Linked DNA regions of Mus musculus: all the other regions are linked to region 4. A link is a contact called in public Hi-C, promoter capture Hi-C and targeted proximity ligation data. All regions are on one chromosome and are shown on one strand. The core of a region is the stretch at or near the end of the contact, and the rest is flanking DNA. Distances in the headings are between cores, read along the strand shown. Region 1 holds the start of Syt12 (synaptotagmin XII). Region 2 holds the start of Scyl1 (SCY1-like 1 (S. cerevisiae)). Region 3 holds the start of 2010003K11Rik (RIKEN cDNA 2010003K11 gene). Region 4 holds the start of Klc2 (kinesin light chain 2). Region 5 holds the start of Rela (v-rel reticuloendotheliosis viral oncogene homolog A (avian)). Region 6 holds the start of Rhod (ras homolog family member D). Region 7 holds the start of Sipa1 (signal-induced proliferation associated gene 1).

Evidence for each region. Hi-C and Micro-C count contacts between places; a contact is called where the count stands out from the background. Capture Hi-C pulls out chosen DNA fragments and counts their contacts.
Region 1: a contact with region 4 is called in a targeted proximity ligation map of pancreatic cancer cells. A contact is called at or near these places in 1 of 39 promoter capture datasets (cranial neural crest), 2 of 130 datasets of targeted methods (bone marrow-derived macrophages and pancreatic cancer cells) and 1 of 9 other capture datasets (adipose tissue).
Region 2: a contact with region 4 is called in a targeted proximity ligation map of pancreatic cancer cells. A contact is called at or near these places in 2 of 39 promoter capture datasets (both in liver) and 3 of 130 datasets of targeted methods (bone marrow-derived macrophages, microglia and pancreatic cancer cells).
Region 3: a contact with region 4 is called in a promoter capture Hi-C map of adipose tissue, with 2.3 times the contacts expected there. A contact is called at or near these places in 3 of 39 promoter capture datasets (cranial neural crest, embryonic stem cells and fetal liver), 2 of 130 datasets of targeted methods (bone marrow-derived macrophages and pancreatic cancer cells) and 2 of 9 other capture datasets (adipose tissue and liver).
Region 5: a targeted proximity ligation map of pancreatic cancer cells shows a contact between it and region 4. A contact is called at or near these places in 3 of 130 datasets of targeted methods (effector CD8 T cells, extraembryonic endoderm stem cells and pancreatic cancer cells).
Region 6: a contact with region 4 is called in a promoter capture Hi-C map of adipose tissue. A contact is called at or near these places in 2 of 39 promoter capture datasets (liver and stem cell-derived epiblast-like cells) and 1 of 9 other capture datasets (adipose tissue).
Region 7: a Hi-C map of CD8 T cells shows a contact between it and region 4, with 4 times the contacts expected there. A contact is called at or near these places in 4 of 39 promoter capture datasets (hippocampal neurons, neutrophils, pre-B cells and 1 more) and 1 of 484 Hi-C or Micro-C datasets (CD8 T cells).

The regions. Positions count from the first base shown.
Region 1 is chr19:4,475,727-4,478,426 of GRCm38.p6, reverse strand. It overlaps Syt12 (synaptotagmin XII), which reads left to right and starts at 1,284. Exons shown (of 8, transcript NM_134164.5): 1 at 1,284-1,492.
Region 2 is chr19:5,770,026-5,772,725 of GRCm38.p6, reverse strand. Scyl1 (SCY1-like 1 (S. cerevisiae)) reads left to right here and starts at 1,307. Exons shown (of 17, transcript NM_023912.3): 1 at 1,307-1,506; 2 at 1,863-2,003; 3 at 2,174-2,523. The coding sequence starts at 1,396.
Region 3 is chr19:4,497,324-4,500,023 of GRCm38.p6, reverse strand. It overlaps 2010003K11Rik (RIKEN cDNA 2010003K11 gene), which reads left to right and starts at 1,441. Exons shown (of 2, transcript NM_027237.2): 1 at 1,441-1,780; 2 at 2,410-2,700. The coding sequence starts at 1,505. The coding sequence ends at 2,508.
Region 4 is chr19:5,116,901-5,119,600 of GRCm38.p6, reverse strand. Klc2 (kinesin light chain 2) reads left to right here and starts at 1,303. Exons shown (of 16, transcript NM_008451.3): 1 at 1,303-1,479; 2 at 2,169-2,407. The coding sequence starts at 2,180. It overlaps LOC115489018 (a long non-coding RNA gene), which reads right to left. Exons shown (of 2, transcript XR_003952889.1): 2 at 269-2,700.
Region 5 is chr19:5,636,200-5,638,899 of GRCm38.p6, reverse strand. It overlaps Rela (v-rel reticuloendotheliosis viral oncogene homolog A (avian)), which reads right to left and starts at 1,359. Exons shown (of 11, transcript NM_009045.5): 1 at 1,059-1,359; 2 at 442-468; 3 at 198-349; 4 at 1-45. The coding sequence starts at 1,065.
Region 6 is chr19:4,438,016-4,440,715 of GRCm38.p6, reverse strand. Rhod (ras homolog family member D) reads left to right here and starts at 1,273. Exons shown (of 5, transcript NM_007485.5): 1 at 1,273-1,496. The coding sequence starts at 1,365. It overlaps A930001C03Rik (RIKEN cDNA A930001C03 gene), which reads right to left and starts at 1,393. Exons shown (of 3, transcript NR_045990.1): 1 at 1,327-1,393.
Region 7 is chr19:5,662,278-5,664,977 of GRCm38.p6, reverse strand. It overlaps Sipa1 (signal-induced proliferation associated gene 1), which reads left to right and starts at 1,271. Exons shown (of 17, transcript NM_001164480.1): 1 at 1,271-1,374. It overlaps Pcnx3 (pecanex homolog 3), which reads left to right. Exons shown (of 35, transcript NM_144868.3): 35 at 1-343.

The DNA.
Region 1 (2,700 bases), core at 35-2,534, 640 kb after region 4:
CAAATGTCCATGGTCCAATCCCTAGCTCCAAGACAGAACTCACTTCTTTTTCAGGTCCAGAAAATGATGGTGCCCCCTATAGGTGAGGGTGAAGTTGCAACCTCCCTTTGGTTTTCTGGACCAAGCTTGTCTGTCTGCTCTCCACACTACTCTCAGACAACCCAGCCTTTTGGTATTGGCTCTCCATGAGATTGTCAACTTCTCTCCCAGACTCCAGATCCTCCTGGAGGCCTAGTCAGGTGTCTTCCCAGCTCGCTGTTCTGGTCACTGTGTCCAGAACAGGTGCCCCGCCGCCCCCTCCTGAAGGGCAACACCCAGCCTCTCCTAATACCCGACTTATCTTCCTGCCAGACTGCGCGGGCAGGGAGGGGACCTGTCCCTTGTTCCCGGAAGATCGCCCACGCCTGGCACTGTGCCGAGAGCCTGGGTGAGAGCGTCATAAATATCTCCTGAATGATTCATTCATTCCTTGGAAGAGAAAGTATGACCCTTAAGAGGTTAAAAAAGAAAGTCAGGTGTGGTGGCACATGCCTTTAGTCCCAGCAATTGGGAGACAGAGGCTGATATCTCTGTGAGTTCGAGCAAGGCCAGCCTGATCTACTTAGTGATTTCCAGGACAGCTAGGGCTATAAAGTGATTCATTCTCCCATTCTCCCTCTCTCTCTCTCTAAAAAAAAAAAAAAAAAAAAAAAAAAAAAAAAAAAAAAAAAGACTTTGAAGTCATTTGGCCTTCATATCCACCCTGGGCCTTATCTCAAAAAAAATAAATAAATAAATGGAGTGGCCGCCGATGAGGTCATTGCAGAGATTACAAAAGATGATGTCGGTAAGTGACCTGGACTGGTATAGCGTACAATCACAACTCAATCATGGAAGGAAATATCAGCCATTCAGAGAAGGGAATACTGCTGGCTGCGCTGCTCGCTGGTCTGATTTTGTGAGTGTGTGTGTGTGTGTGTGACTCTCTTGAGTCCGTTTTACAGATAAAGAAACTGAGGCCTAGAAGGAGAACAACATAAAGGGAGTGGGGTGCGCCCCTGGTGAGCACAGGGTTCCCTACCCAACACATCCACAAGCCTGCGATCCCAGGGTCCAACTTGGCTGCCCCCCCCCCCCCCAGGACCCTCACGCGCTTGGGGATCTCCGACTAGATCCTCGCAGCGCTGCTCTGCTCCTTGGAGTAGAGAGAGCGCTCGGGGTTGTCACTTTAAATTCAAGAAGGAGCAGGCGAGCGGGCGGGCGAGCGCGAGGGAGCGCGCGGCGGGCTCCTGGGAGCGTGCCCGGACTGCGGCGCTGCTCCATTCGGCCGCCGGGCCCCGCGGAGCCCCCATCGGTGAGGCGAGGCTCCAGCAGGAGACGAGCGCCCCGCTACACTGCAGGGGTGGCGTAGCAGCGGGCGGCCGAGCGCCTGTGAGAGCCAACTGCGGGAGGCCAGCGTGGGAGCAGAGATAGAACCAGGAGTCGGACCCGCGTCCCCTCCGCGGAACCCCGGGTGAGTAGGCACCCTGGCCCCCACACAGAGCGCGGCAGGCACAAGCGCCCTGGGCATGGACGGGCGGACGCACTCAGTCCCTCTTCTTAAGCCCGAAACCCGGGGCCCCTCACACTCCGTACGTCTGCACCCCCGCGCTGCGCTGGCACACCAACGCGGGGCACAGAGCACGCCCGGCGCCCTTCCCCGGCCCAGCCACTCCGCGCACTGCGCATCGCCTGGCGCCAGCTCGCCCGGCCCCCATGTGCACACACGCGGTTCACCCGGCTGTTTACACACCTCCCCTGAGCTCGCACACCGCACACACCCCTCACCTTCACACTCAACACCTTGGCTGTCCTAACTGCCCCTGACCTTACATCCCGTTGGGGGTCCCTGGCCAGTGCCCCCTCCCAAAATTCCAGTGTGGTGTGAGGGTATGAGGATCTGCATCGTAGGGGGCGCGTCGCATCTCTTCTCCAGGAGGCCTACGGGAAGAACCTAAGGGTTCCTTGAGCTTCACTCGAAGCTGTGTATAGACGGGAGCTGAACATGGGGGCAGTAAACGGCATTGTAGGTGAAGGAGCCCTGAGCCTTTCTCTTTGGTGGGCATGGTGCTGCTAAAAGACTGTCTCGCCTTACAGTTGATGGGGACAAATCCGTTGAGAAGAACCTGGGAAACAAGCACCTGAGCTGTTTAGCCAGGGTGCAGAGTTTGCAGAGCCTCAGAAGTAGTCCTTATTAGAAACTAAGAAAGGCAAGGGAAGGAAACCCACCTAGGTGTTAACAATGCACCCAGTAAGGCCAGGACAATTACAATTATACACTCACCTCACCCCACCCCACCCCCAATCCCAACCCCAACCCCCATTTCCAGTCCTCTCTGAGCAATGTGAAATCTTTCTCAAGCAGCCCAGAAGAGTGGGACCTCCCAGCCTGGGGTCCAAACCTGGCTTCATCCTACTAAGTGCTTGCTAGTGACTTGGATGGGGCAAGTCACTTTTCACACCTTGAAGGGCTGGAGTCTCAGCTGCTAGGCCACCCCTCCCTACATTTCCAGGGCTGACAGGGAACCCTGGACTCTCTGGGGGCATTTCCTGAGCACAAGGCAAGTCCCCCCTGATACTATGCTGGCACATAGTAGGTGCCCAGTGTCAGCTGTCACCCACCCCCAGCCAGTCTGCACTGTGGTTCCTGCGGGTGTCTGGGGGATGGCACCAGGATGTGGT
Region 2 (2,700 bases), core at 58-2,557, 650 kb before region 4:
CCAACTTCTGTATTAGTCAGGGTTTTACTGCTGTGAACAGACACCATGACCAAGACAAGTCTTATAAAAAACAACATTTAATTGGGGCTGGCTTACAGGTTCAGAGGTTCAGTCCATTATCATCAAGGTGGGAGCATGGTAGTATCCAGGCAGGCATGGCGCAGGAGGAGCTGAGATTTCTATGTCTTCATCCAAAGGCTGCTAGTGGAAGACTGACTTCCAAGCAACTAGGGTGAGGATCTTATACCCACACCTACAATGACACACCCATTAGGTCACACCTCCAGATTGTGCCACTCCCTGGTCCAAGGATATACAAACCATCACAGAGGTATTTTCTTAATAGGAGTACACTGGGCCAACCATATACAAACTATCACAGGGTATTGGCGCTCCTAAAACTGGAGTTATAGGAGGTTGTGGGCCAACAGAGGGTGCTGAGAGACATTCTGGAAGAAAAGGTTTATTCCTGGCTTTGCCATGTTCCAACTGCCAGCTCAGCTCAGTGACTCAAACATCATTCCCAGCTTCAAGCTCCTGCAGGACTCTGGCCAGCACCCATGTCCACTTTGGACATACTTCTCTAACAACAGTTTCCCAGACCTCTCAGGACATTTGTGTCACCCCTTGCCTATCTCCACCTCAACCCCACTCTCAAGGTCTCAAGTACCTTTATTGTAGTAACTAAATTCCTCGCTGAACCCCAAATCTGCCCATTGCCTGTTGAAGGAGCGTTTGGCTTAAGAGATAACCATTGGAGTTTGGAGAGACCAGGGGTTAAGAGCACTGACTGCTTTTCCAGAGGTCCTGTGTTCAATTCCCAGCAACCACATGGCAGCTCACAACCATCTGTAATGGAATCCGATGCCCTCTTCTGTTGTGTCTGAAGCCAGCTACAGTGTAGTCATATACATAAAATAAATATATCTTAAAAAATGAGAGCAATAACCATTCTCCTCACTACTATTACTTTCCAATCATACTGCCTGCCACTAGTAGCCTTTCTTTTCTATCTCCCCATCTCTTTCCACCCCTGCCCCCCCAGGTTTAGATAGGCCCTATTGTCACGCTCACTTCCTGAACCCCTCCCCTCTTCATTCTACAACGGTTGCACTCACTACTCTCTATCACACTCAATTTTTCTATCTATACAAGGCCACAAGTTGGGAGCATTCAGATGACCATCTTGGCTCACCCTTCCGGTCACGCTCCGCCCTGCCCAGGGAGGTCTGCCTTCAGTCCAGCCTCACTCCCGCAAGGCCCCACCCTAAAGCTCCGCCCCAACTCAAACCCCGCCCATAGACCAGACTGGCTCCGCCCTCGCCCCGCCCCGCCCCGGCTCGGGCGGCCGGAGGACCCGGAGTGGAGGCTCCCGAGCCCGTGGCGGCGGCGACGATGTGGTTCTTTGCCCGGGACCCGGTCCGGGACTTCCCGTTCGAGCTGAGCCCTGAGCCCCCCGAAGGCGGGCCGCCCGGGCCCTGGATCCTGCACCGAGGCCGCAAAAAGGTGAGATACTGCGCTGCTCCGAAGGCCGCGGCCGACCTCGGCCTTTCCTACTATGTATGCCGGCTTCGCTGTGTCGCGCCGGGCCTGACGTGGCGGCGACCGAGAATCCCGGCAACGGGCTGGGGAGCGGGGCGAGCAGTGACGACGTGGCGGGCGGAAGGACCGAGGGACGGACAAGCAAACCGGACGGGGGTCACGTGGGCCTGGCTAGCTCCTTCAGGGCTGTCCTAGGGCGAGACTGGCTGGAGTCCCTTCCCTTCTGTTTTGGAGATGGGCTCGGAGCTGCTGTAGCCCAGGCAGGTTGGAGAGATCACCCGGCCCGTGCCTCTCAGGTTGCTCTGTCTGTCCTCCACCAGGCCACAGGCAGCGCAGTGTCCATCTTCGTGTATGATGTGAAACCGGGAGCTGAAGAGCAGACCCAGGTGGCCAAAGCTGCCTTCAAACGCCTCAAAACTCTCCGACACCCCAACATCCTGGCCTATATCGATGGGTTGGAGGTACCTGTCGCCCGATCTACCCATCTTACTCTCCTCAGGCCCTCACTTTGTACCCAAGTGCTTCAGTAGCTTCAGATTTGGTATCTTCTCCACTGCCTCTTTCCCTGTCACGCCCCTCATCTTCCCTTCCTCTTCTGGCACCGTGCCCTGATACCCCTTTTCTTACTCAGACAGAAAAGTGCCTCCACATCGTGACAGAGGCTGTGACCCCCCTGGGAACATACCTCAAGGCACGAGCAGAAGCAGGTGGCCTGAAGGAGCAGGAGCTGTCATGGGGGTTACACCAGATCGTGAAAGCCCTCAGCTTCCTGGTCAACGACTGCAACCTCATCCACAATAATGTCTGCATGGCCGCTGTGTTTGTGGACAGGGCTGGCGAGTGGAAACTTGGGGGTCTGGACTACATGTACTCGGCACAGGGCAACGGCGGGGGACCACCCAGCAAGGGGATCCCGGAGCTCGAGCAGTATGATCCCCCGGAGCTGGCTGACAGCAGTAGCAGAGCAGTCAGAGAGAAGTGGTGGGTGCCCGAGGTCACCGTACCTTGATCTGCCCGCACTGAGGCTCCTGGACTCTGGCGACCCCTAGACCCGCTGGGAAACCCCTTCCCTTGCTGCCTGCCTGGCAGGGGAAGCAGGATCTCAGGAGGAGGTGGTTGGCTAAGAGGGACAGAGTTTGGGTGTTCGGTGCTTCTGGA
Region 3 (2,700 bases), core at 192-2,691, 620 kb after region 4:
CACACACACACACTCTCACACACAGAACCTGCCAGGCTGAGGATGTAGCAGAGTTGGCACAGTGCTTGCCTAGCGTGCACAAGCATCAGTGTTCCATCCCCAGCACTGTCTACACAAGGCATGGTGACCCATACTTGTAATCCAAGAATTCAGGAGGTGGAGGAGGGCAGAGATCAGGAATTCGAGATCATCCTCTGCCACATAGCGAGGCCCATCTGGGCAACATAAGACCCTGTCTAAGACAAAAGTCTGGCACTGAGATAATATTTACTATAGGTCATTTTTTTCTTTGTGTCTCTGTATGGTGTGTGAAGGGATTATGTGTGTGTGTGTACACTCGCACACATGTGTGTAATCTAGAAGTTGACACTAAGTGTCTTCCTCTGTCATTCTCTACCTTTAATTTTTTTCCTCTTAGTTTTTGAGAGAGGAACTAGCTGTGTAGACCAGGCTGGCCGAAACTCACAGAAATTCCCCTGGCATGAGCACTGAATGAGCCACCTTGCCTGGCCTCACCTTTTTACATTTTCAAATTACATTTATTTGTGTGTGTGTGTGTGTGTGTGTGTGTGTGTGTGTGTGTGTATTGTGTGTTCTTGAGAGCCACAGCGCATGTGTGGTGGAGAGAGGAAAGCCTGTGGCAGCCAGTTCTCTCCACCAGGTGAATCCCAAGGATCAAACTCAGGTTGTCAGGCTTGTCAGCAAGTGCCTGTACCCACTCGACCACTCCTTCCCCTTAGTTTTTGAGACAGTGTGTCCCACTGGGTCAGGAGTTCACCAATGCAGCTCAGACAGGGACTGCAAGTCCCAGAGAGTTTCCTGTCTCTCCCAGGTCTGGGATGACAGATGCATATCCACCTTTCCACAGGGGTACCAGGGAACCCAACCCAGATCCTGTGCAGCAAGCACTTTATGAGTGAGCCGTCCCCCCAGCCCCTGCAGGTCACGATTTTGGATGTGTGCCGCTGACCTCCAGAGCACTTTTCACCTTGTAAAACTGAAGGTCTGGAGCCATGAAAACAAGTACCGTCCACTGTCCAGCCCCTGCCTTACCCGATTTCACCCTGGTAGTTACGGTTTTGACTGTTGTAGAATGAAGCTATTCTGTTCTCTGTCCTGTTGTAGAAGTAATCTTTGCTTAATGTCAATGAGATGAGTGGTACGGCCAGCCAAGGCCAAGGCCAGAGGAGGCCGGCAAGGTCTCCAGGGTGGTGTGGTCAGAGAAGGCTGTCTGGAGGGAGGAGGGAAGACAATAGGAACCAGCCTAGCATTCAGAAGGATCCCGAGCTGGAAGCCAGCCTGCGCTGTATAGTCCCACAGGGTGAGAAGTCAATGGAGAGAATGACTCAGAGATATTTGGCCTCTGTGGCCTGCCCTTTGGTTTATGACAGCCACCTCAGCAGCACTGACCTTTGTCTACAGGTGATCTCCCATCATATGAGTGAAGGCACCAGGCCATCTCACAAAGCTAGTGGCTTACCGACCAGTGCTAGCTTCTAGGATCATGGGGACCAGCCTGCGTAGCCAGTCCTTTAGAGAACCCCGGCCCTCCTATGGGAGGCTCCATGAGTCCCAGGGGAGGTCTCTGGATGGCCGACTCCACAGAGCACTGAGCCTCAGACTGGGCCGTGAGAAGTCCAGGTCGCAGGTCCCCGATGGCACGGAAGGGCTGGAGGTCTCTGTCCAGGAGCGGCTGCCAGGGACCCTGGGAGACAAAGAACAGCTGATCCAAGGCCAGAGAGGAGGAGGCAGCCGGCGGTGGCTGAGACAGTACCAGCAGGTGTGGCTTCAAACTGAATTATCACTTTCATGGGGAAGGGTGGGGACTCCGGGCAGCAAAGGGTTAAGAGCACAGCTGACCTGAGGAAAGCCAAGCAAAATACCCAGGAATTGAATGCATTTGACTAAAAGCAGTTGTGATTCCCCTCACCCCTGTGGGCACTGGGGATTCACTGAAGGTTGGAGGAGGGTGGGCAAATGGGGTCTGGGTGGAATATGGTCAGAGCTGTTTCTGTTTTGAGATGGGGTCTCGATAAGTAGCCCAGAGTGGCCTGGAACTCTTGATCCTACTCAGTGTTCTGAGTGCTGGGAGTGCAGGCATATATTACCACACAAGGCTCTGAGAGCTGTATTAAGATGATTAATGTAATACTATGTTGCAAGGGTGACTAGAGCAGGAGGCAGGCAGATTGGCCAATGCAACTTCTGGCAAATTACCGTCTGTACCTCTCACACAGGATGAAGAGTAGATTTGCCCCACCCCTCCTGGCCCTTCGTCCCAGGGGGAAGGGTCTCCCCTCCCCCCAGGAGTTTAGCTTCTCTTTCATGGCTCTACCCCCACCTGGTGGCTGTGAGTGGAACACCACTTGAAGCCACTGCTATGATGTTTCTCCTACTTTGGTCTTCCAGCATGTGAAAAGAAGGTGGAGGAGTTTTGTCGCCAGCTTCCCCAGTGTGACCCTGAGTCAACCAGCCTCCCCAGAGACCTTGTTGGACACCAACAACTAAAGCTGCTGTGACTGTCCCTCACTCCACCGGCTCTGCTCCTGTGTCTTTTCATCTGCCCCTGCATGGCTTTTCTGGACTCTGAACTGCTCCAGCTTTTGAACTTTGTCTTGTGACCCAAGGAGGCCTCTGCCACCAGATCATTCAAAGCCCCCATGTGGCTGCTCTTCTTGGTTCTGGCACCTATCTCTTAGC
Region 4 (2,700 bases), core at 54-2,553:
AGGAGAAACAAATGCTCTTCACCACCGAGGCATCCTTTCAGCCATCCCCTCCCCTCCGCACGCTTTGTAAGGTAGCCGTCTACTGATTGCTACCACATTCTCTATCTACCCCAGGCCCCAGCCAACAGGTGATGACCTACATTCCAGAAGGCAAAACAAGAAAAATGTTAGAAAGGCCGATGTTGTGTCAGCACCAAGTGGGTGTGGAGTAGAGATGGGAAGAGTACTGTAGAATCTAGTGGGATAGGGACCAAAGAGGCCGTCCTAGTTAGAGTTAATATTGCTGTGTGGAAACACAGTGACCAAAAGGGTTTATTTGGTGCACTCTTCATCCAGTGAAGGAAGTCAGGACAGGCACCCAGAGAGAACAGAACCCAGAGAAAGGAGCTGATGCAGAGCCCATGAAGGAGTGCTGCTTCTGGGCTTGCCCTCTGAACTTGCTCAGAACTGCCTTCTGGCCTCACCTACCCTGGCCTGGGCCCTCCCACAACAATCAGTAAGAAAACAGGTTTTCCTGCAGCCCGATCCTATGGCAGCATCTTCTCAGCCGAGATTCCCATCTGTTCAATGACCCTAGTTTGTGTCAAGTTGACATAAAACTATCTAGCACAGAGGTCTTTCCTTCCGAGTTGGTGACACCCAATCTGAGGCCCCCCAATGACACCACCACAATCCAAAGGCACTCGTCTGACCTCCTTATCTGGTCAGCAGTATCCACCCAGATATTCCCCTCAGGGGCGTGGATCTTCTCCCTTCTCCACCGACCTCCACACGCTCCTTCCCACCCAATTCTCCTTTTTAACCAGAAGCCTCCTTCTGTTCCCTCACAAAGCAAACCTAGATGCTGAGAATTCCCTACAGGCACAGTCACCTCCGAAGCCGGTAAGAGGTGCGTCTCTAGAGCGCGGAGGGGGCTGGGGGGTCAGATGTGTGAGAGGTGGGTAATGGCAACACCCACCTCACCAGCCCTTTGTGAGCATTAAGTCAATGCACTAAGACATCGACAAAAACACTTGACAGTCAATCAATGTGGACCGACTCGCTCTGGAATCTGAGGAGGTCGGCCTTCTTGCTCCTCAGTCACTCTGGTCCGGGGTCGGAGCTCCGCAGAGCGCACAGACCTGGAAGCTCTGGTCCGAGGGGGCGAGTCCAGCCACGCCCCTCTGCGTCCCGTCTGGGCTGGCCCCACCCCGAAGCCGGCCAGGCCTGCGGGGCCCCTTTAAGGCAGCGAGCTGGCCGGCTGGAGCGTGTTTCGCCCCCTCCGACGCCGCCGAGGTAGCGGCTTCACCTTTAAGGCGGCGCGGGGACTGCTGGGAAGGCCGGCGGGATGGAGGCAGCGAGACGAGCTCACGGTCGAGGATCCGGGTGAAGCGGGACAGGAGCAGGAGCCGGAGCCGGGCCAAAGCAGAAGGTGCAGGTCGGCGCCGGCCGGTTGGGCCGGGAGACCCAGTCAAGCCGGACAGTGAGGAGCGGTTGCAGGTCGGCCTAGAGGAGGAGTCGTCGTGGTCGTGGGCGCGGCCTGTGGGAGGACCCGACCGGCCCGCGGGGAGGGGGCGCGGTCCCGGGCTGGGGCTGGGAATCCGGCCTTTTCTAGGGAGGGTCTGCGGGCCTCAGGCCAGCCTGCGGGAGGGGTCGTTGTGGGCGCGGCCTGAAGAGACCTGTCCCGAAACTAAAGACCGCAGTCTCCCCGGAGCGGCGGGGGCGGGGACGGGGTGGCGGGGCTCGGTCGGCCCTGGGGGAGGGGCTCGTGGTTCCGCTTGCCCTGGGAAAGGGGCTGTCGCCAGGGCTGAGACCCAGTTGCCCGGAGAGCCTGTGGCGTCTGACTTGGGAACGCCTTGCAATGCCCTAGTGCTCTGTGTACCGATTAGGACAGTTCCGAATAACTCTCGAAGATGGGCTTTAGATCAACTGGCCTGAGCCGGTGGTCTGGGGCGGAATCGGGGTCCAGCCTCACTTCAGTCACACCGCATTGCGTCTCCCTAGGCTAGACGAGCCTGGCGCGCCCCCTGTAGGCCGCGTGCTGGCACGGCGAGGACTGCGGGCTGAGGGATCTGGACATCCATAGGGACCTAGGCGTCCGGGGACCTCCCGGTGTTTACCTAACTTGGGGTGGACGGCGGTGTGGCCCTAGGCCTGGCGTCCGCCTGCCCCACCCCTTGCCTCCACAGACGGCACGACCATGGCCACGATGGTGCTTCCTCGAGAGGAGAAGCTGAGTCAGGACGAGATAGTGCTGGGCACCAAGGCGGTGATCCAGGGTTTAGAGACCCTGAGAGGGGAGCATCGTGCCCTGCTAGCTCCCCTAGCTTCTCATGAAGCAGGCGAGGCCGAGCCGGGCTCACAGGAGCGCTGCCTCCTCCTGCGCCGCTCCCTGGAGGCCATCGAGCTGGGGCTTGGGGAGGCTCAGGTAGGTCAGTGTTGGGGCTGTGGTGGAAGATTACCCGAAGGGCCCTGGTGATGTAGGAACACCCTCAGCAAGGAAACACAAGTCTTTCAGAGCGTCACGTTAGGACAATAAGCAACGTTCAATGAATACACTTTGGAAATGCCAGCCCTGCGCCCTGCCCCAACGGGCACCCTTACCTCACACTGAGCTATGCCATTCAGGCCTCATTCTACCTAACAGACTGGGATGACAGAAGAAAGCAGAAATACTTTAGTAACCTCCCCTCACAATACAATTATGCATGAATTCATTAA
Region 5 (2,700 bases), core at 110-2,609, 520 kb before region 4:
GACCAGGGAGATTCGAACTGTTCCTGGTCCTGTGTAGCCATTGATCTGTCCAAAGTACAGAGTACTCTAGTGGCCAGCAATCCCTAATCTGGCTCTTAGACACAGGGCACGGTGACCAGGAGGCAAGTCTGCTGGGGCTGCACAGTGCGTTCCACCACATCTGTGTCCCAGCGACACCCCTGGGGGCTCTTGCTTACCTTGATGGTGGGGTGTGTCTTGGTGGTATCTGTGCTTCTCTCGCCAGGAATACTGCCCGCTGAGCGCCCCTCGCATTTATAGCGGAATCGCATGCCCCGTTGCTTCGGCTGTTCGATGATCTCCACATAAGGCCCAGAAGCCTGGGCTGGCTCTGTGGGTGACACAGTCAGCCATCAGGTGCTATCCCCACGGCCCCGACTCCAGGACAGCCCCTGACTACTGAGGATGGATGGTCCAACTTACCTGAGGGAAAGATGAGGGGAAACAGATCTGAAAGGGAAAGACAAGGCACATTGTCAATAAACTCCAGTGCCCACCCTCACCTGCGAAGGCCTGACAGAGCCAAGCTCCCTCCCTTCCAAGAAAACTGAGCCAAGACCCTGAAACCTGCCCTGACAGAGGCCGGGGAACTAGAGAAAGGGGACACAGAGGCATTCCTTTGCCAGGGGAAACTGAGTCAGTGCCTGTTTTACGTTCATAAGTGACACTGAGGAGGGGGTAATACCCTCCTCTCCTCTTCTGGGGAAACTGAGTCAGATACTTTCTTCCTTACACGGAAAGGAAGCCAGAACTAATCGCATCGACACGGGGGTGGGGGGAGCCGGAGGAAACGGAGTCAAGATTCACCCGTACCCCCACCCAGGAGGGACACTGAGTCAAGGCGCCCTCCACTGAGAGGGGTAACTGAGTCAGACCCCCTCGCAGCCCGCCCCGCCCCGTGCCACCATCCGGCCTGCCGCTCCCTGCGCAGCAACCCGCGGCGCAGAAAGGGGCGGAAGACGGCGCGGGGAGGGGGGAGATTCCGCCGCAGGCCCCGGAGCTCTAGGGCAGCCATCCCCCGAGCCAGAGGGCAGCCTCACCGTCCATGGTCAGGGTCCCGGGGGCGGGGCCGGGGTCGCAGCTGAGCCCACGGCGCGCTAAAGTAAAGCCATTCGCCAGAGGCGGAAATGCGCGGCGCGCGCCCGTCGTCGCGTCACTGCCCGGAATCCGGCCGCGCCTGCGCGCTGAGCCGCCGCCACCGCCACCGCCGCGCGTGGGGGGCCGAGAGCAGGTGCGCGACTCACGCTGGGCGCGGAAGGTGTGCGGCGGGCGCGCGGGCGGGGACACCGCAGCGCGGCGGGAGGACGCCGAGGCTGTTTGTCCCGAGGCCGGCCCGACTACAAGCTCCGCAGCGCGGCTCGCTCGGGGTCCCGGTCCCGTTCCCGGCCCCGCCTGGAGGGCGGGCCCGCGATTACTCACTCTGTTTTTAGGGGATTTCGGGTCCCGTTCCCCGCCCCGCTCTGATCTCAGGAGTTTGGTGATGTCACCCTGGCCGGGACTGGAGCCGAGCCAGGGCTGGTGGCAGGCTGCGGCCATTCGCCCTGCGCAGGGAGAGGCCCAGGCCTGCTGCTCCCGCGGAGGCCAGTGACTGAATTCCACACGTTTTCCTAAGCGTGCAGGGGCCTTCTGGGGACCCGCGTGCTACGGGCCACATGCTCCCCAACCTAGATCCGGCTGCGCGCAGGAGTGCTTCGCGGAGCGAGCGTGCTGCATCCGACAGGCCTTAGGGTAGAGGGGCAGACCGAGGACTAGGCAGACACCTGTACCTCTAAGAGTCCCTGAGAGCCATGAGTGCTGGAAGAGCCCCAGGGCTTCGTCTGCACACATAGGTGCTGTCTGCTAAGGTTTAGATCTTTAGGGATCTCCGGAACCAGCTAGGGTCACACCGTGAACATCTCCTTCAAGGCCTCCCAGGAGTCCAGGCTCCAATGAGGAAAGCGTTTGTAGGGAGCAAAAATTGCCATCTAAGCCAAGGGCAGGTGTGCAGATTGAGTGTGGGGACTCTGGCCGGAGGACGCAACACATCAGGCTGCCTCCACTATGCCAGAAGGAGGAGGCGCCTCCCGGGCCACAGGAGGTTTCAGCACTCAGAGAAAGACTTATTTTCTCTAAATTAGGAAATCATGTGGGAATTGGAAAAGATTGGAAATTCTGAATTGCTTTCCCAGGCTCTGAAAAAAACAGGAAGACAAAAGTGAAAATAGTTACGCCCCTCCCACTCATTTCAGTTTCTCACTTGGCGCAGATTAGAAAAAGCAGTTTAATATTTTGCGAGGGCGGATGTCAAGGCGACAGAATGAATATAATCTCCAATTAATGGCACACAGCCATCATTGGTCCTCACATGAACCACTTGTAAAAACACATATAGTTACAATTTAAGTTAATATGAATACCAGCGTCCTTACTAAAAAGTAAAGGCTAGAAATGAGAACTCAGTAGTTTTTGCATAACGTTGCAGGAAGCTGGGATTTGATCTCTGACTCCAGGATGCTCCAGTAATCCCAGCGCTCATGGGGTCAGACGTTCAACGTCATCCTCCTCTACATAGTTTGAACCCATCCAGAACTACAGAAGATGCTCTTTAAAAAAGGATGGTTGCAGGCTGGAGAGATGGCCCATCAGTTAAGAGTCGATAATGCCCTTGCAGAAGACCAGAGTCCAGTTATCAGCAACTGTAAC
Region 6 (2,700 bases), core at 24-2,523, 680 kb after region 4:
GTTTATGTGGAACTGGGAATGGGACCGAGGCTTTCATGAGTGCTGGTTAAGCATCCGGGCAGCGCGGCTACATTTCCAGCCCACTTATGCTCACCAAAAGTTAAAAAGAAAAATCTGATCACAAAGAAGGTTGCGGAGATTTAGAGAAAAGTAAGATTTATTCCTGAAATCCAAAGTGCTCCACCCTCCAGATACTAGCTCCTCAGCCAAGTCCCGCCCTCTGTCCTGTCGCTAAGAAGTGGGGGCGTGGCTACCTTGCTCCAGTCTCTTCGAAGAGCCCCTTTTTCCTTTCTCCTGTCCTGACACCTCCTATTCTAGGCTTCTCAGAGTCGAGGTTTTGATCGGAACAGTGCAGGGTCCCCAGACTCTAAGAAACTAAGGATCATCTGCATTGATTAAACATTATACCAAAGAGCTGGAGAGATGGCCCAGAGGTTAAGAACATTGGCTGCTCTTCCAGAGGATCCCGGTTCACCCACATAGTGGCTCATAATGTCTGTAACTCTAGTTCCAGGGTTTCCGAGTGCAGAGGACACCAGGATGCATGTCTATGTCTATACATGCAGATAAAACGCCCACACGCGTAAAAAATAAAACTAAAAGGCCATCATACTATATACCATAATATGAACCATTCATGACATCTGCCATGTGCCAGAGCTAGCTCTGAGCTCTACAGATGGACGGTTCCATAGTTTTCCTTAGCTCACTGGCTGCCTGGGTGAGATGCGTGGTAATTCCACCTTCATTGAAACTTCCTGGAGCTGGCTGAAGAGGTCCTGCAGTGACCCACAAGGGCATGCCCGGGCCACTCCTTTCTCATCTGGCCTACAACATTTGGAGGAGGTCCGCAAATAGCAGAAACTCATATTCATTCATTCATTCATTCATTCATTCACCCACCCATTCATTCATAAAAATAACCTCCCACCCATGGCAGATAGTCCAGGTGCTTCCTCCTTCCCTGTCCCCAGCCTCTCTCCAAGTACTTGTCTACTCTCCCACGAGCCCTGGGTGCCCTCTGGAGGCGTAGGTCTCCGCTCACCCCTGCGGCCTCAGCGACTGCACGCAGTAGGTGCTGCAAAAGTCTTTCTTGAGTGTCTAGACAGGACGCCAGGAGACCGGACCCCAGGAGCGTCCACCCTTGGGCGGGCGCCGCACCCCCATCTTGTCCCGGGCTTCTCACCTGAGCTGGGTGTCCCCCGCCCCCCGGGCCGCCTCCTGTCCCGGCCGCCCCGCTCCCACTTCCTCCCGCCGCCCCGCCCCTTCCACATTCCTGTCCCGCCGGGCCAGCCCCGCGCCCGCCGCAGCCAGCCCGCCGCGTACCGCCTGCTGCTCCGCGCACCGCCGTCCGCCAGCCAGGGATGAACGCGTCCCAGGTTGCGGGAGAAGAGGCGCCGCAGAGCGGGCACTCGGTCAAGGTGGTCCTGGTGGGCGACGGGGGCTGCGGGAAGACGTCACTGATGATGGTCTTCGCCAAAGGGGCCTTCCCAGAGGTGAGTGCCCTCATCCTTGGCCCTGCGCTGGGGACACCCCCCATGTGCGGGTCTGCTGAGAGCTGCCTCGAAAGAACCCAGCTCTAGCCTCCTAGGGGGAAATCTCAGCAGGGCCTGGGGTCGAAGGCAGAGTTTTTCAGTTTTAGCCAGTAGAAGCAAAGTGGGACTAATAGCACTTAGGGGGAGGGGTGTCACAGGGACTGAATTGGGCCACCTAGGGAAATAGCAAATCCTACGAGAGCAGTTGTTGTCACTACTTGGCGACGAGAGTGTGAGGACTTTGGAGCTCGACTGGCAGCAGTAAAATCAAGCCTTTGCCTCTTACAGCTGTGTGCCTTTGGGCAAGTCCCTTAACCTCTCTGAAGGTTAACTACATGATAGGACTGAAAGCCCCTACCCGAGCGTAGTATAGAAAAGAGTGCTGAAAGTTAGTTGCTGAAAGTTAGTAAGTGATGTTCGTCGGGCGACATCACCTCTTCTCCATCCACTATGGTGCAAATCCCCATGCTTTACCCTAGAGAGGAAAACTGGAACACCGACCCTTCTCTGAAGAGTCTGATTATGCCATACTTCGACTCTAACCAAGCCTCAGTTTCTCAGAGCAACCTGATAGGGGGAAGAAAGCTGGGACAGTGAGGCTGAAGGCTGATGGCCGGCTCGGTGCGGTACCTGGTTGCATCCTGGCTCTCTGGGCTTGTCACTGTGAGTCCTCAAGGACCCCATGACCAGAACAGTGGCTGAGCCCTCCTTCTGTGCCTCCACGAGGAGTGGGGGTCCTGTGTGTTTGTGGGTTTGCCTTCAGCAGCAAGCCTTCTTTTCCTGTCCCCACGTCCTTCTGGCCTCTGGGATTGTGCAGAAGTGGGTAATTTGATGGAAGGAGCCAGAGAAGCTGACCTGGCAAATAGGGCACAGTCTTGCTTGCTACTCTGAATACCAGTGGTTTTTATGGTTGTTGGGTTTTTTTTTGGGGGGGGGGGTTGTATTTTTGTCGTTTTACTTTAGTGGTTCCTGTTTTGTTTTTGAGACAGGATATTACTGTGGAGGCCTTGTACGCTCAGTCCTCCTGTCTCTCGGCCCAAGGATTGCTCAGATCACGTGTATGCACCACCATACCCATCTCACAGCCTTTGGTTTTGTGGTTTGCAAAGCTGACGTCACCTTCTTTGACCAGTTACAGTTTTTTTGTTTTTAAGTATAGGAGATA
Region 7 (2,700 bases), core at 22-2,521, 550 kb before region 4:
GGCTTTGGCTCTGGTGTCTGCACCCTGATATCTGGCTACTTCAGTGTCACAACTCAGTGACCTAGACTTCTCTCCCTGATCCGTGGCCTGGATCCCAAACTGAGGCAGCAGCCTCCTAGCCAGGCCCTAAGAGCCAAACCCATGGGCTGGTCCCTCATTGGAGCCCATGGCCAGGACTGACTTTGCCTCTGGGGCCTGCACTGCCCCCAAGGCTGGCCTCCTTAGCCTGGACCTGGGGCCCGATATGTGGCAAGGGTGGGTTCATTCGTTCTTTTGTCATTTTTCTTTCTTTTTTTTTCTGTGCTTCAGAGACACCAAATTAATAACACTATTTTTGATTTTGGTTGGCAGTTTTATTTTCTGTGGGACGAGGTGAGGTTGGTAGAGGTGCCGGAGGCAGGGAGGCTGAAGTCAGAAGAGTGTGAGGGATAAGGGGTCAGACTGCTGGGCTCCAGGCAGACATGAGGTGGGATGGGCTGCCTTCCTCACCTGCCTCTGCCTTTCTTTTTTTTTTTTTTTTTTTAATGGTTTAAGAGCTTTATTATAGAAATGCAGGGGGGAAGAGAAAAGGTAGAGAGAGAGAGTGTGTGGGGACGGGGAAGGCTAGAGAAGAAGAAAGAGAAAGGAGAGAAAAGACAAAGGGAAGAGGAGAAAGAAGTGAGAGGATAAAGGAGAGAGCTGAGCCTCTGCTTTTCAAGCAGTCCTCTATGCCCAGGTGGCTCACACATCCATCAGCCTTGATCTTGATCAAAGACTGCTCAACCTCATTTGTTCCAAGCTTAAAGAAAATAACAGGTGAATAGAAAGGATTCTATTTCGTTTTTGAGACAGGGGCTTACTATGTACTCCCTATGTACATCAGGCTGGCCTTGACCTCAGATCCACCTGCCTCTGCCTTCAGAGTGCTGGATTTAATGGTGTTCGCCATTGCATAAATGGTAGCCTGTGTAGATCAGTTATCTAGCTTGGCCCAGCCCTTAAAGAGTGAAATAGTTTCTGGCCCTAATACCTGCTGTCTGCTGAGCCACAGCAGGACACTAAGTGGCCTCTAGCGCTCCAATTGGTCTGGAAGGCAGGTACATTTGTTCCCATTTCTCGGTGAAGTCACTGACTGGGCTAGGACCGGGAGTTAAAAGAGCAGCTGAAGGCTGGGACAGAGAACTTCAGGCTGTCCGGGGCTGCCTAGGTTCCTGTCGGAGGTCCCCACCCACTGTGCTTCCCGCCTTAGACAGCTCCCGGGTAGTCCCGCCCCTCCACTACGTACCGCCTCCATCCTGGCCCCGCCCCCAGGCGGAGCGGAGGCGCCGGGAGCGGTGTGAGCAGGCAGCGGGACCTTGGTGCGGAAGGCAGCGGTGGCCAGCTTGAGCCCGAGAGGTACTGGCGGGATCAGGGATCGGGAGGCACCAGGTTCGGGCTGGATACCCAACAAAGTAGCCTGGACGTGAACCCTTGTAGTGTGGGGAGGAACGGGACTATTGGCTGCTTTCGCTACACGTACCCCACCCAACCTCCTGCCCCAGTCCAGCCCCGAGTCAGCACGTCCAGTGTTCTGTCTCCTGCTGGCAGCTCCCACTCCCTCCTCTGCATGAGCAGATTCAGAGCTCCACTGAGTGGATTCATTGGTTCTGGACTTTTCTCAGCAATGCTGGCAGCTGCTCCTGCTGCTGAGTGTGTGGGGCTCCCCCTATTCTGGGGCTCCCCTTTTCCCAGTGTGACCTCTTTCCCAGCCTTTGCAATCCTGAGTCTGGCCTGGGAGGAAACATCTGCAGCACTCCCTGGCAACAGAAATAGGGTCACGACCTCCAGATGTGCTGGGAAGCATCCAGCGCCTCCTCCTGGGGCAGCCAGGCCTTCCGGATCTGTGGGGGCGGGGCACCCCCCTTTTCCCCCCTCAGTGACACAGGCTGCAAGGAATGTCCTGGCCTCAATGGACCTTGTGTGAAGATGAGGGGTGGGGGGCAGAGCCCAAGTACACCCCTTAAGGCAGGGCCAGAACAAGAGGGAGCTCCTGGACTGGGCTGCACACATTCCCAGGGCTCCTCCCGGCACTGCGGCCTCAGTCTGTGCCCACAGCTTGGTCTATGGACCTGGGGCCTGCACAGTTCACACACGGACATAGTTGGCTTCACCTTTCAGTTTCCAAGGAGTCTTCAAAGAACTCATGAAGTGCAGCATCAGAGCTTATCCTAGAAGACAGACAGACAGACAGGAAGACCCTGAGGAGGTCTGCTCTTGTTTGGTTCTGGAGACCCAGCTGAGGGGCACCGTGGAGCTGCTCCCTGTCCCCTCCCAGCCTGGCCCCCTTGATGCCACTGGATGATGCAAAAAAAAGTACTAATGGAGGCCTGCCCCTGCCCCAGCTGTTGGCTCCATTCCTAGCTCACGCCGAGGTAGGCTCGGCCTTCTCACACCTTTTGCACCTGCCTAGTGTAGCTTCACCACATTTCCGCACTTAGTAGGTCCCTGGGGCCTTGGGTGTTTCAGCCTTACATCCTGTGAGACCTTGAGCCTCTCCCGTCTCCCCTCACAAGGCTGCCTTACTCCTACGCACACGGGCAGAGTAGGCAGGTGCAGCTCTGACAAGTCCAGAAGCAGCAGTTCTCAACCTGTGTGCTGGGACCCCTTTGAGGGTCGAGCAGTCCTTTCACAGGGGTCACACTTGAGATATTTATCTTCTTCTTCTTCTTCTTTTTGTTTTTC